Linked DNA regions of Pan paniscus: region 2 is linked to region 1. The links are chromatin contacts, called in public Hi-C maps. All regions are on one chromosome and are shown on one strand. Each heading gives the region's core, a stretch centred on a gene start, on an enhancer-like site or on the middle of the called end of the contact. The rest is flanking DNA. Distances are from core to core; before and after follow the strand shown.

The links. Hi-C and Micro-C count contacts between places; a contact is called where the count stands out from the background.
Region 2: a Hi-C map of fibroblasts shows a contact between it and region 1, with 3 times the contacts expected there. The contact joins the promoter of CCND3 here to the promoter of TOMM6 in region 1.

The regions. Positions count from the first base shown.
Region 1 is chr5:56,275,890-56,281,370 of NHGRI_mPanPan1-v2.0_pri, reverse strand. TOMM6 (translocase of outer mitochondrial membrane 6) reads right to left here and starts at 1,472. Exons shown (of 3, transcript XM_034962088.3): 1 at 547-1,472. The coding sequence starts at 674. FRS3 (fibroblast growth factor receptor substrate 3) reads left to right here and starts at 1,860. Exons shown (of 7, transcript XM_034962082.3): 1 at 1,860-1,882. PRICKLE4 (prickle planar cell polarity protein 4) reads right to left here. Exons shown (of 8, transcript XM_034962087.3): 3 at 4,758-4,901; 4 at 4,125-4,232; 5 at 3,292-3,429; 6 at 2,829-3,032; 7 at 2,043-2,247; 8 at 1,243-1,613. The coding sequence ends at 1,243.
Region 2 is chr5:56,535,168-56,540,769 of NHGRI_mPanPan1-v2.0_pri, reverse strand. It overlaps CCND3 (cyclin D3), which reads left to right and starts at 2,787. Exons shown (of 5, transcript XM_008958796.4): 1 at 2,787-3,178. TAF8 (TATA-box binding protein associated factor 8) reads right to left here and starts at 1,700. Exons shown (of 10, transcript XM_055113599.2): 1 at 1,091-1,700; 2 at 160-316. The coding sequence starts at 1,135.

The DNA.
Region 1 (5,481 bases), core at 223-2,722:
ATCGAGACCATCCTGGATAACACGGTGAAACCCCGTCTCTACTAAAAATACAAAAAATTAGCCGGGCGTGGTGGCGGGCGCCCGTAGTCCCAGCTACTCGGGAGGCTGAGGCAGGAGAATGGCGTGAACCCGGGAGGCGGAGCTTGCAGTGAGCCGAGATCGCGCCACTGCACTCCAGCCTGGGCAACAGAGTGAGACTCCGTCTCAAAAAAAAAAAAAAAGAAAGAAAAAAGAAATGTAAGATCAAACGCAAAGCCCAGCTAAAGCACTAGTCCAGGGCCGAAAAAGCCTGTTTACGTGCTAGCACTTCTTCCCTTGATCAGGGTGACATTACAGATACAGCCACATGACAGAAAGATCGCTTTTGCCACACGGGAACTCTCCTGGCCAGGGATCTCAGTGAGGCACAGCCAGAGCTACGAAGACGCCACAATGCTGGTAATGTTAAAAAACAAAAACAAAAAACCCTGAGGCGCCAGCCTCGCAAGAAAGGGGAAATACGGATGTAAGGGCCAGAAAAGGACCAAGTTCCTCGGGCTCGGTTACCTCCGGAAGTCATTCCTATCAGTGGCAAAGCGGTAGACGCCCCGAAGCCAATCTCCCACGTTGTCCGGTATTTCGGGAGTTTCATTAGCCGAGCCAGCAGCGCTCACCGGGACAGTGCTGGAAGCCATAGTGGAAAGCTTCGCATGGGCCTCGGTGGAGGAACCGTATCGGCGTCGCCGGTGAATGACGCACCTCCGGTCTGGCACTTCCGGCTGCTACCGGCCGGCAGAGGGGGCGCTGTTCGCTTAGTCCGACATCCGGAAGAGGGACGGCCCTCTGCTGCGCGTCCACGAACTCTAGGAGGGGAGGAGCGTGGCCCGGTTCTACGGTCCCCTGCTCCCGGTCCCACCTCCGGCTCTCCAGCCGGTAACCGTCACGCGTGCTGTGATCATTTAATTGGCTTGGGAGGAGGGTGGTGGGGACGGGGCTGTCTCAGCCTGTGGAGGTGGGGGTAGGGGCTATCTCAGCAGGGAAAGCGTAGCTTTGGGGAATGGGTTTTGCCAAGAAAGTCTCCACCAAAAGTCTTAGAACGCGCAGTACTGAAGGGGGCGCACTCCAAACTTGTCACCTCGCCGCCTCTTGCGGGCGTGCGCCTGACTGCGTCTCAGTCTAGGATTGTTAGGGGGAGGCTAGCCTTGTTCTCCCGCTTTACAGACCCCTTTCCTCCCACTCACATCCCCTCTCTGAGCTGCGCCACTAGCACATGGTGCAGTGCGTCTTAGAGGCGTTGCTGTCCTCTGCTTGGAGGCTTCCGGGTGTCTTCCAGGACTGGGGAAGGCGCTCGCCTAAGAAAAATCCTTCAGGTTCCGAGTCAGAGGAGGAGGAGCAGGTGGAGAAAGGGGTGTCCTTGGGATCACGAATAGTCTCCAGGCGGCATTGCTCCTGCCCTTTGGGTGCCTCCGCTTTGTCCCCAGGTCGGTTCTCCTGCTGGGGACTGGATCCAGGCAGCCCCCTCTGAGTCTGCAGGCTGGAACCGCCGGCAGCAGCGAGAAGGAGTGTTCGGGAGAGGGTTGCAGAGTTCACCGAGGCTTGGTCCCTTCCTTCAGTTCGGTCGAGTCCAGTCTCCCCTGTTCCGGGCCGGGTCGGAAACGCTGGTCTCAGAGCCGCGGAGCTGGACCTACACCGCAGCTAGTGGGGGTGAGGCCCAGCCTCCCGCCCCGCCCAGCCCCTGGGCCGTGCGCGCCGCCGCCGCCGCCGAGAGTCCTCGCCAGGGTCCCCCGCCTCCACCAGAGGGCGTCCGCCTCCCGCGCCTGGGAGGGAGTCTGGCGCCGCAACCCCGACCGCGGCGCGGGGTGGGTTCGGGCGGCCCTTGGAACGCTCCGGCCAGGGATGCGCGGTGAGAGCTGCGGGCCCCGAGGCTTGGGTCTGGGGGGTGCGGTGGGGGCGCTCCTGGAGGGACGGGACGGCGTGGGACTGGGGCGAGGGTCCCAGCCCGGGAGAACCCCCACAGCCCAGCCCAAGCTCCCTCCCGCTTTGCTCTGCATCCTCTCCCTTACCAAGGAATGCCTGCCCTTCCAGTGCCCCGGCCCAGCTCGAGCCTGCATCCGAGTAGCGGTTCTCGAAGCAGCTGGGGCAGCAGGGGCTTCCCCCAGGCAGGGCATAACGTCCCCCGCCCAGAGGCCCGGCGCAGTCCTGGCAACAGAAGTGGTTCTCATGCCAGCGCTGTCCCTCTGCCTCGGTGCAGCGCCAGGAGAAGATCAGCTGGGAGAGGGAGAGGGGAACGTTTCATTCTTTCATTCACTCATTCATTCATCCAGTAACCACGCCTTTTACCCAGTTAACGCTAAAGCACGTCTGCACACATTCCCATTTAATTCACTCAGCCACTTTTGGACGCAGGGAGGACTGATTGGCTTAGCCAGGATCCCAGCTAGCAAGTGGGACAATCCCAAGTGCGACCTGGGGGTCTGGACTCCCAACCCAGGGCCCCAGGCTTCCTTTTATGCTGACATCAAGGGAATTTCTAGCATGATGAGGCACAGCACTGGGCACTTGGCATCTACTGAGATGAGCATGTGTCCAAGACTCCCTGCTCTAGAGAAATTCTATGAGTCCAGGAACATTTGAGGGACTCTGCAGTGGGGGAGGCCAGAGAGAAGGGCACTGGGTCCTACATGCCCAGAGCTCAAGTCAGAACACAGGGAACTTGGTAGTCCCAGGCTGGTTCCAACTTCTCCCCACTCCCTGATACTGGGAGAAACTGTGGCCCAGGAGAGTGTCCCTTTGTATCCTGCCACTCTGGACTCTGGGCAGACCCCCAGTTCCTCCCCTCCAGGCTGTACCTGGTCACAAGCCGGGCAGCGCGGGCGCAGCAACTCTGCATGATGACGGCCACAGTAGAGTTGTCCATCATGGTAGAAGTAGATGAGGTTTATCAGGGCCTGGCCACAGGCCTGGCAGGCAAAGCAAGGCTGGTGCCAGCAGCGCTGTTCGCCTGCCCGGGCTGCAAACACTCCGTACTCCCCTGGCTTCAGCAGCTGCCTACACTGTCAGAGGGGAGGTGCTGAGGTGGTCGGAGTAAGCACTACCATCCTAACTTCCCTCCTTGCTCTTGCAATCCGATCCCAACCTGTTCTCGCCATACCCTAGCAAGCCCACATCCACTGCAACCTATACTAAGAGCTCGCAAACTTGGTTTCTGTTTTTCCTGTTTCCCAACCAGAATCCCAGAAGCTAGCCCCTTCTGCAGAAATGAGAGGGCAAAGAATAGAGGAAGGGGAATTTGGGGGGAGGGGTGCTACATACCTTCTCACAGGTGTGTCCTTCAAGCTTGGGAAGTACCAGGCGGGCTACCCCCTGTCCCAGGGCTTCCTGCTTCCGCCTGGCACAGAAGAGCCGCAGCTCGGCCCGCTCCTCCTCCCCAAGGGCCAGGCAGTAGCGCTCCTGCAGAAACAGTCCTCTACAATTACTGGGAGAGCTCCAGCAGAAAAGATTGAGCATTGGTTGGAGGAAAAAGGGCTTGGCTGCTGGGTCAGAGAAAGGTTGTAGAACCTCAGGGAGATGCCAGAGATAATGGCATAGAAGAGGAAATGGAAAAGGAAAGGAGCTCAAGAAAGCCACCTGAGTCTCACCCTGCCCCCCAGGAATGTCATCAATCAGGTCCTGACAGGCCCACAGCACTTAGCCCTGTCACCATTAGGTCCTTGTTCCCAATGAGCTAAGAGCTCAGTATCACTTCCCATTCTTGCATTTCCTCAAATTATTTCATATACTCCTGTCTTGCCTCCCCAATTGAATTGTAAGCCTTTAGGCTGGGCACATGTAGACCCTCAATAAATACGTAACAACCATACTCTCTACATTTGTACATTCCATTATCCGTTTCAAAAGTCGTTCATGTCCATTTTCTCATTTGCTCTTGAACTAAGCATTGTGGTGGGCAGAGCAGATGTTATTGCACCTGCTATTGTTATTGCCAATGTGAAAACTCAGGCAGGGGGAGAATGATGCCCCAACCAGTGCCATAGCTGGGCATTAAATCCACATCCCCTAACTTCTGGACTGAGGTTCTTCCCACAGTAAGAAAAGAGATGAGGGAGGGAAAGGCAAGAGAGGGAAGATGGGGAGAGGAGACCCACATCAATGTCCTGCGGAGGGAGTTGCTGCAGGAGGGTCTGAAGTCCAGTCCAGTTGGGGGCTCGGTTGGTGTCCAGGCAAAGGGAACCCAAGCTCAGAACTGCAGGACCCTGAGGAGACATGGAAGAAGGGGAGGAGTGAAACTAGGTTTTTCTTTCCTTTCTCCTCCTTTCCCCCTCATCATTGCCACCTCTTCTCCAATCTAGAGCAGCTTCTAAGCATGCCCTCCATTTGGGAGGGTCCTCCTTGCAGATCCTCACTGAGTGCAAGGATAGCTGACTGATGCCTGCATGTGTGGTCTTCCTTGAGGGAGGCTGGGGAGGCCCCACACCCCAAAACAGCTTCCCTTCTTATGCTTTCCCTTCTTAACCCCCTTCACGCCTTGGGGCCAAAGCCCCTAGAGTCTGGTTTGACAATACAGACCCCCTAGGAGAGATAATGAATACTCATGTGAATGAGTTTAAAGTCAAAACCCCATGTTCTAAGCAGGTGCAGAGACAGGAATTCCTGAAAAGAGAAAAAGGCAATAAGAGATTAGGCACGAAGTCAAACTACCTCCGGGTTGGTGGAAAAGGGTGGCCACTCCACAGGATAGAGGATATGTTGGTCTCAGAGGAAGGGCACGACTCTACTACCTGAGCATGGGTATCCTCAGGGTCCTCCCCCGGCAGGTGGCCTGAGTCACTGTCTGAGTTGGCTGGTGGACCTGGATCCTGGGGCTTGGGGCTGTCTTCTTGGTGGGGCCAGCCAGAGTTCTGCACTGACATTTGTGGCAAAGCCTACCCCAAAACAATAAGAACACCTCCATGTATTAGGCCGTTACAATGTGCTAGGAAGTGTTAAGTGCTTTATAGATATTATTTCCCTTAGTCCTCCCAACACCCAAACGACTTAGGTAGCATTATCCCCATCTTACAGATGGCCCAACTGAGGATCAGACCTTGAGTAGCATGCCCAAGGTCAAACAGCTAGTAAGTGGCAGAGCCAGGTCTTGAGGTCAGGCCTTTTGGTCCAGAATTTCTGAAGTTCAAATTCTGGGGTCTCCCAAGATCGGGATGGAGGTAAGAGGAGGCCCATGGTAGAAGGAGAGGGCACTTTGCCTTTCTGGTGGGACTTTGGACACTCTCTCCTTACCTCATCAGCCTTAACTTCCACCGTTTCTCACCATGCACCCACAGCCCCAGTGAGCCTCCTTGTTCACAACTTCCTACATGAGCCCAGTTTTTCCAGCTATATAGGCTTGGGCCTCTGGTTAAAGGATCCCTTTACCAGGAAGCCCTTCTCAGCCTCTGTGACCACACCAGCTCCCCCTTCCCTGAGCTCCTGAAGCAAGCAGTGCCCCAAGATTTAGCACCTAAT
Region 2 (5,602 bases), core at 1,538-4,037, 260 kb before region 1:
GCTGTTTTCTTTTCTCAACTTTTTACATTAAAAAAAAATTTTTTTCTCCCCTCTTAAGAAAAAAGTTTGTTTCTTAAACCCTCTCAAACACTATCACAAAGCAGGGCACAGAACTGATGTTGGGGTTGACTCCAAGGCCAAGTGTTTCCATGTACTCACAGCTCTGCAGCATCTCTGTCAGCGTTTCCACGGATGCTTTCTCGGCACTCTCAAACCCTGCCTCTGTCAGCAAGGAGCTCACAACCACCTGCAGAGTTCTCCTCCGGGCCAGATGATAGTTATCGGCAGGGTTAGTGGACTGTTTACTTCCCGATCTCTGTGAATCAGCAGAGAGATTTTCACCCACAGGAGAAGGATGCAATCACATAGTTCATACGTGGTCAACGGCAAGCAAAGTTATTTTACTAAATAATTTTATTTTAAAAATCAGTGCTTAATGTTTACGATTTACGGATCTTGGCCAACTGAGTAAAAATTGAGCACCCAAGGTGCTTTAAATACAGAGACCACTTTTCCGCTTACCTAAAACGTACGGTCCCAATGAGATAAAATAGCAGGTCTTTTACTTTCTACTTTAGCAGATTATTAGAATACATAGCTGAAGAAACACGCATGATGGGATTAAGACGTGTCCCCCAGAAAAAAACAGGATCCCTCTCTTGTGCCTCCCATCTTCACACCATTTCATTGAAAGGGAAAATGAAAACAGTAACAAGAGGTGACCGCGAGGAGACGAGGGCAAAAAGATAAAAGCACAAAAAAGTAAGAAAGCTAAATATTTTGAAACGGGAATGCCTTTCAACTTTGGCCGGCCAATAAGAAGGCGAAAACGGCATCTTCAGACCAATCAGGGGGTGTTCCGGGCTCCCAACCCCCAACAGCGAACGAGCCAATCAAGACACAGGTCCGCCAACTCCGGAGGCCGCAGCCAAGTCCCAAGGAGGGGGCGCCTACGGCCTGAAAACACCCTCCGCCAGTCGGAGCTCATGATGCGGCTGAATTTCTGGGCATTATCTTGTTGCTCAGTCGAGGGGAAAGTTGCAGGATAGCCAAACTCTCTCGGCTCCGAGCCCGCGCTTCCTGCCCTTACCGTTCCGGAGCCACCGGCCCCAGCTGTGGCCGCCGCGTCGGCCATCTTGCTCTGGCGTAGTGTGCGCGAGCGCGGGGCGCGATGGGACTTGTAGTCGCGGGGCGGGGCGGGGCGGGGCGGGGCGGGGCGGCGTGCGCCCCTTGGTTTTCCGAAGCCCAGTCGGTTGGGGGACGCCTCCGGTGACCCCGGCTCACGTGACTTTTTTTTTTTTTTTTGGATAGAGTCTTGCTCCGTTTCCCAGGCTAGAGTGCAATGGCGCGATCTCGGTTCACTGCAACCTCCACCTCCCAGGCTAAAGCGATCCTCCCACCTCAGCCTCCGGAGTAGCTGGGATTACAGGCGGGCACCACCACGCCCCGCTAGTTTTTGTATTTTTAGTAGAGACCGAGTTTCGCCATGTTGGCCAGGCTGGTCTCGAACACCTGAGCTCAAGCAATCCGCGGCCTCGGCCTCACAACGTGCTGGGATTACAGGCGTGAGCTACCGCGCCAGCCTCACGTGACCTTTTGAGAGTGAAGTGTTCTGGGGCCTTCAGTGGCTTGGTTGTGGGCCAGGAAAACGCGCCCGGTTTCACTGAGTTAAAAGAAACCTATTTTAATATGAAAATCGGTTCTTATAAAGAGCATACCAGGAGGTCATCTACACTCGCAGGGTTTTCCAAACTTGTCTTATTATTAGTAACACCTGGCTGGGCCCAGCCCAATCCCAGTGACTTCACTCTCTGGAAGAGGGGCTTGGGAATCTTTCTCATTAAGGAGCTCCCCAGATGATTCTTCTGAGCGAGTAATGTTGGGAAACCCTGGAGCATCCAGCCTGGTGATTTTGTGCTGAGGGCCGCCCCACCTGTCAATGGCCCACTTGGAAGTAGAGCCTGGACCACCTAGTCCAAGTCTATCGCTGCATCCTGCTGCCTTCGCGCCCTCGACCCGCAAATATTTGCGAGGCAAGTCTAGGGGGCGGGAGACTTGTCCCTTGTCGCCTCACTCCCAGGGCGTGGGGTGCCCGCGGCTGCCAGTGGTTTTCTCCCTAGCCTGTCAGCCCCTCTGGCTGCGCCGTGTTCGTCCCCATTTGCAGGTGCCTGGCAGGACGCAGATTCTGGGCTTGGATCCTAACACTAGCCAGCTATGGTACTGCGGGCACTTGACCTTAATCCTCAGTGTGTCTCAGTTTCCTCTTCTGTAAAACTGGGGGAAAGATGAGATGATACACAGAAAGAGTCTGTCACAGTGCCTGACGTGTAGTAAAACTCAAGAAATCGGCCGGGCGCGGTGGCACTCGCCTGTAATCCCAGCACTTTGAGAGGCCGAGGCGGGTGGATCACCTCAGGTCAGGAGTTCGAGACCAGCCTGACCAACATGGTGAAACCCCGTGTCTACTAAAAATACACAAAATTAGCCGGGCGTGGCGGCGTGCGCCTGTAGTCCTAGCTACTCGGGAGGCTGAGGCAGGAGAATAGCTTGAATCCGGGAGGCGGAGGTTGCAGTGAGCCGAGATCGCGCCACTGCACTCCAGCCTGGGCGACAGAGGGAGACTCCGTCTCAAAAAAAAAGAAAAAGAAGTCGCTCCTCATGATGTTGTTTACTTCCTGGATAGCACGTGGAGGAGTTGCCAACGCCGGGAGGCAGCGGTCCGGGAACCCGTGCTGCCCCGGCCCCGCCGCCCACACCTGAGCCTCCGTGGTGCCCCGTCCCCGCACCTATGCCGCGGGGGGCGGGGGCTGCGAGCGGGGGTGCGCGGCGCCGGATGAGCCTCCTGGCCTCGCCGAGGGTGTACAGGGGGTGGGAGAGTCAGGCCGGGGACCGAAACTTGGCTGAGCAGAGCACCAGCCCCTTTGTCTCCTCCGCCCCCTCTTCCCCACTTCCTGCCCAGCTCTGGATCGGCGGCGCGGCGCGGACTTTGTAAACACTTCGCCACTGCAGGGGTGGAGACTGGCTCTGTTCGGATGCCGGCCGGGGGGGAGAGGTGCAATCCTCTCCTCGCGGCTGGTGGTTGCGACCACCCCCACTCCCCAAAGGCAGGCTCCGGAGGCGGCGGGACAGAGCGCCTGCGACCCCAGTCGGTGCTCCGGGGAGGTCACCTGGCGAGGAGGTAGGCTTGGGTGCTGGAGAAACCGGGGTAGATGGGATGTCAGCTCAGGCTGGAGACCATGCGTTGGGGATCGGCGCTGGGTGGGTCAATGGGGTCGCCGCATCCTCATCACTTCCCAGTTGGCACCGAAAGCTTGGCTCACTTTCCCACTGAGTGAGGTGTTCTGCACAGAATTGAAGGGCAGAGAAACCCCCAAAGGCCCTGAGCCCTCTGTATGTACACACATCGGCACAACCCCCTCCAGCTGATCTGGAAGCCCCGTGGCTTTACCGGGCTGTTGGTCTTCTCATGCCTCAAAGATGGGGTGGAAGGCCAGTAGGAGGGCAGACCAGTGTGGATGGGGAGTCTGTGAGTGCTCTGGCAAGTGCACCGGGATGAAACTGGAGGGAGGGACCCCTCAGTGGTGTCTGATTGATACATAGATGATGATCTTAGCTTCTTCTGTGTCTCTTGAAGTGCCAACAAGAGGAATAACTGAATAAATTGGTTGCTGTTACTAAGGGAGCATTAAGTTACTCATTTGCATTGATTGAACACCTACTATGTGCCTGGCATTATATGGAATGCTGAGGGTGCAATGATGTTATTCATCCACAGCTAATATGGATCACAAAACAATAGACATAGACGCCAAGTACACTGGCTGGGGTGGCTGGGAAGGCTTCAGAGAGAAAAGGACATTTGAGTTGGGTTCAGAAGGATGAAAAGCATGGAAGTCTTTGGGGGCACTTATTCCACAGAACTGGATTGAACCCCAGCTGTGGTGTTGGACACTGGAATATAGGGGTGACCCAGAAACAATTCCTGCTCCCTTTAATCCACTGTCTAACCATCAAGGGAATGAACAGGATGAATCCCAGAAAAGGCAGTTTTCTGGGCTGGGTCCCAAGAACCCAGGAATTCCCAGCTGGGTACAGCTGGGAGGGTCCACCTGGGGGTGATGTGACGGTCCACACAATCCTGGGCACCCCCTCCTCATCCCTGGACTCTGAGACTGTTTCCTCTGATGAGTCCTTGCCCTCTGCCTACCACCTCATTTCTCTTTGGGACCAGACGTGGATAGAGAAGTGGATCTCCCTTTGCTTCCTCACAGATTCTTCTGGCCGTTCAATTCTGGGGCTCCTTCGGGAAATGACTGACACAGCAATTTATGAATTCATTCAGCACCTATTTGCTATGGCCATACTCCATCTGCACAGGCTATTCCCACAGCTGTTGGGGATGTCATGGTAATCAAATCAGAGTTTCTTCCCCTGGAACTTAACACTGAAAGCCTCTGATAATTGTAGCAGAGTCCTAGTCTATGCCAGTTATTGAGATCATGACCTCCATGGTCCCAAACATCTTCTCCTTCCGGCTTCCCCTTCCCTCAAGGGCTTAGAATACTAGCTAACAGTTACATAACACTGTCAGGTACTCTTCTAAGTGGCTTAGAGATCATATCTCATTTAAACCTCCTAATATAGTCCTATGAGGTAGGCATTAGGATTCTCTCCATTTTATAGACGAGGAAACGCAGGCACTGGAGATAAGTAATCTTCCTTCAGACACAAGAAACAAATGGCAGAGCTGGGATTTAAACCTAGGTCACTTGATTTGGGAGGCTTTATTCTTAACCGTTAGGCTAGCCTGCCTCCTTCGCTGACCACAAAAAATGTGCACTTGAGCCAGGAACTTAGGAGTTTCCTAAAGGGAGTCTGTGGTCCTGTATCTTGGATGATACAGCCATCTGTTAGCTGAGCCATAGGCTGGTACTGTTTACAGTGAGCCCAGCAGGCCTGGAATAGGGTTGTGGGAACTGCACAGAGCTGGTATCCTTTCCTGATGGCTGTGTGTGTGTGTGCGTGCGTGCGCGTGTGTGCGTGCGTGCGCGTGTGTGCGTGCACACAAACGTATGAATGTTTTCCCCTGTGTAAGCCTCACTCAAAGGGAAAGGGGGAATATGAATAAACCGGGAGGAATGAACTAAGATTATATCCAAGAAAGAACTTCTCAACTTGGACGTGATGTGCCAGAATCTGGGGATTTGGGAAACCAAGACACCTCTTTTGTTGGGAATTAAGAATAGCAGAGATGCTCACATTCTAGATGTGCATTCCAGCTTGGTAGATGAGTAAGGAAGATGGCCAAGGAGTGGGTCCAGGCTTAAGATGCTCACACCTCTCTTTCCCACAGCTCCTGCTTCCAAAGCTGCATCTGTATATCCTACCCAGTCCCTCCAGACAGGCTGGGATAATGCTGGTGAAGCAAGCGAGAGCACAGGACAGTTTCCATGGATTCCAGCCCCTTTTCCACCTCCTTTCTGAAACGCTTTTAAATTTCTTACAAGGGCCCTCCCCACAGGTTTGGGGAGGCCTTGAGGCGGTCCCTCTCTGCCTGCAGTCAAAGCACTTCGTGCATCTGTCTTTGAGAAAGGGATGTGTG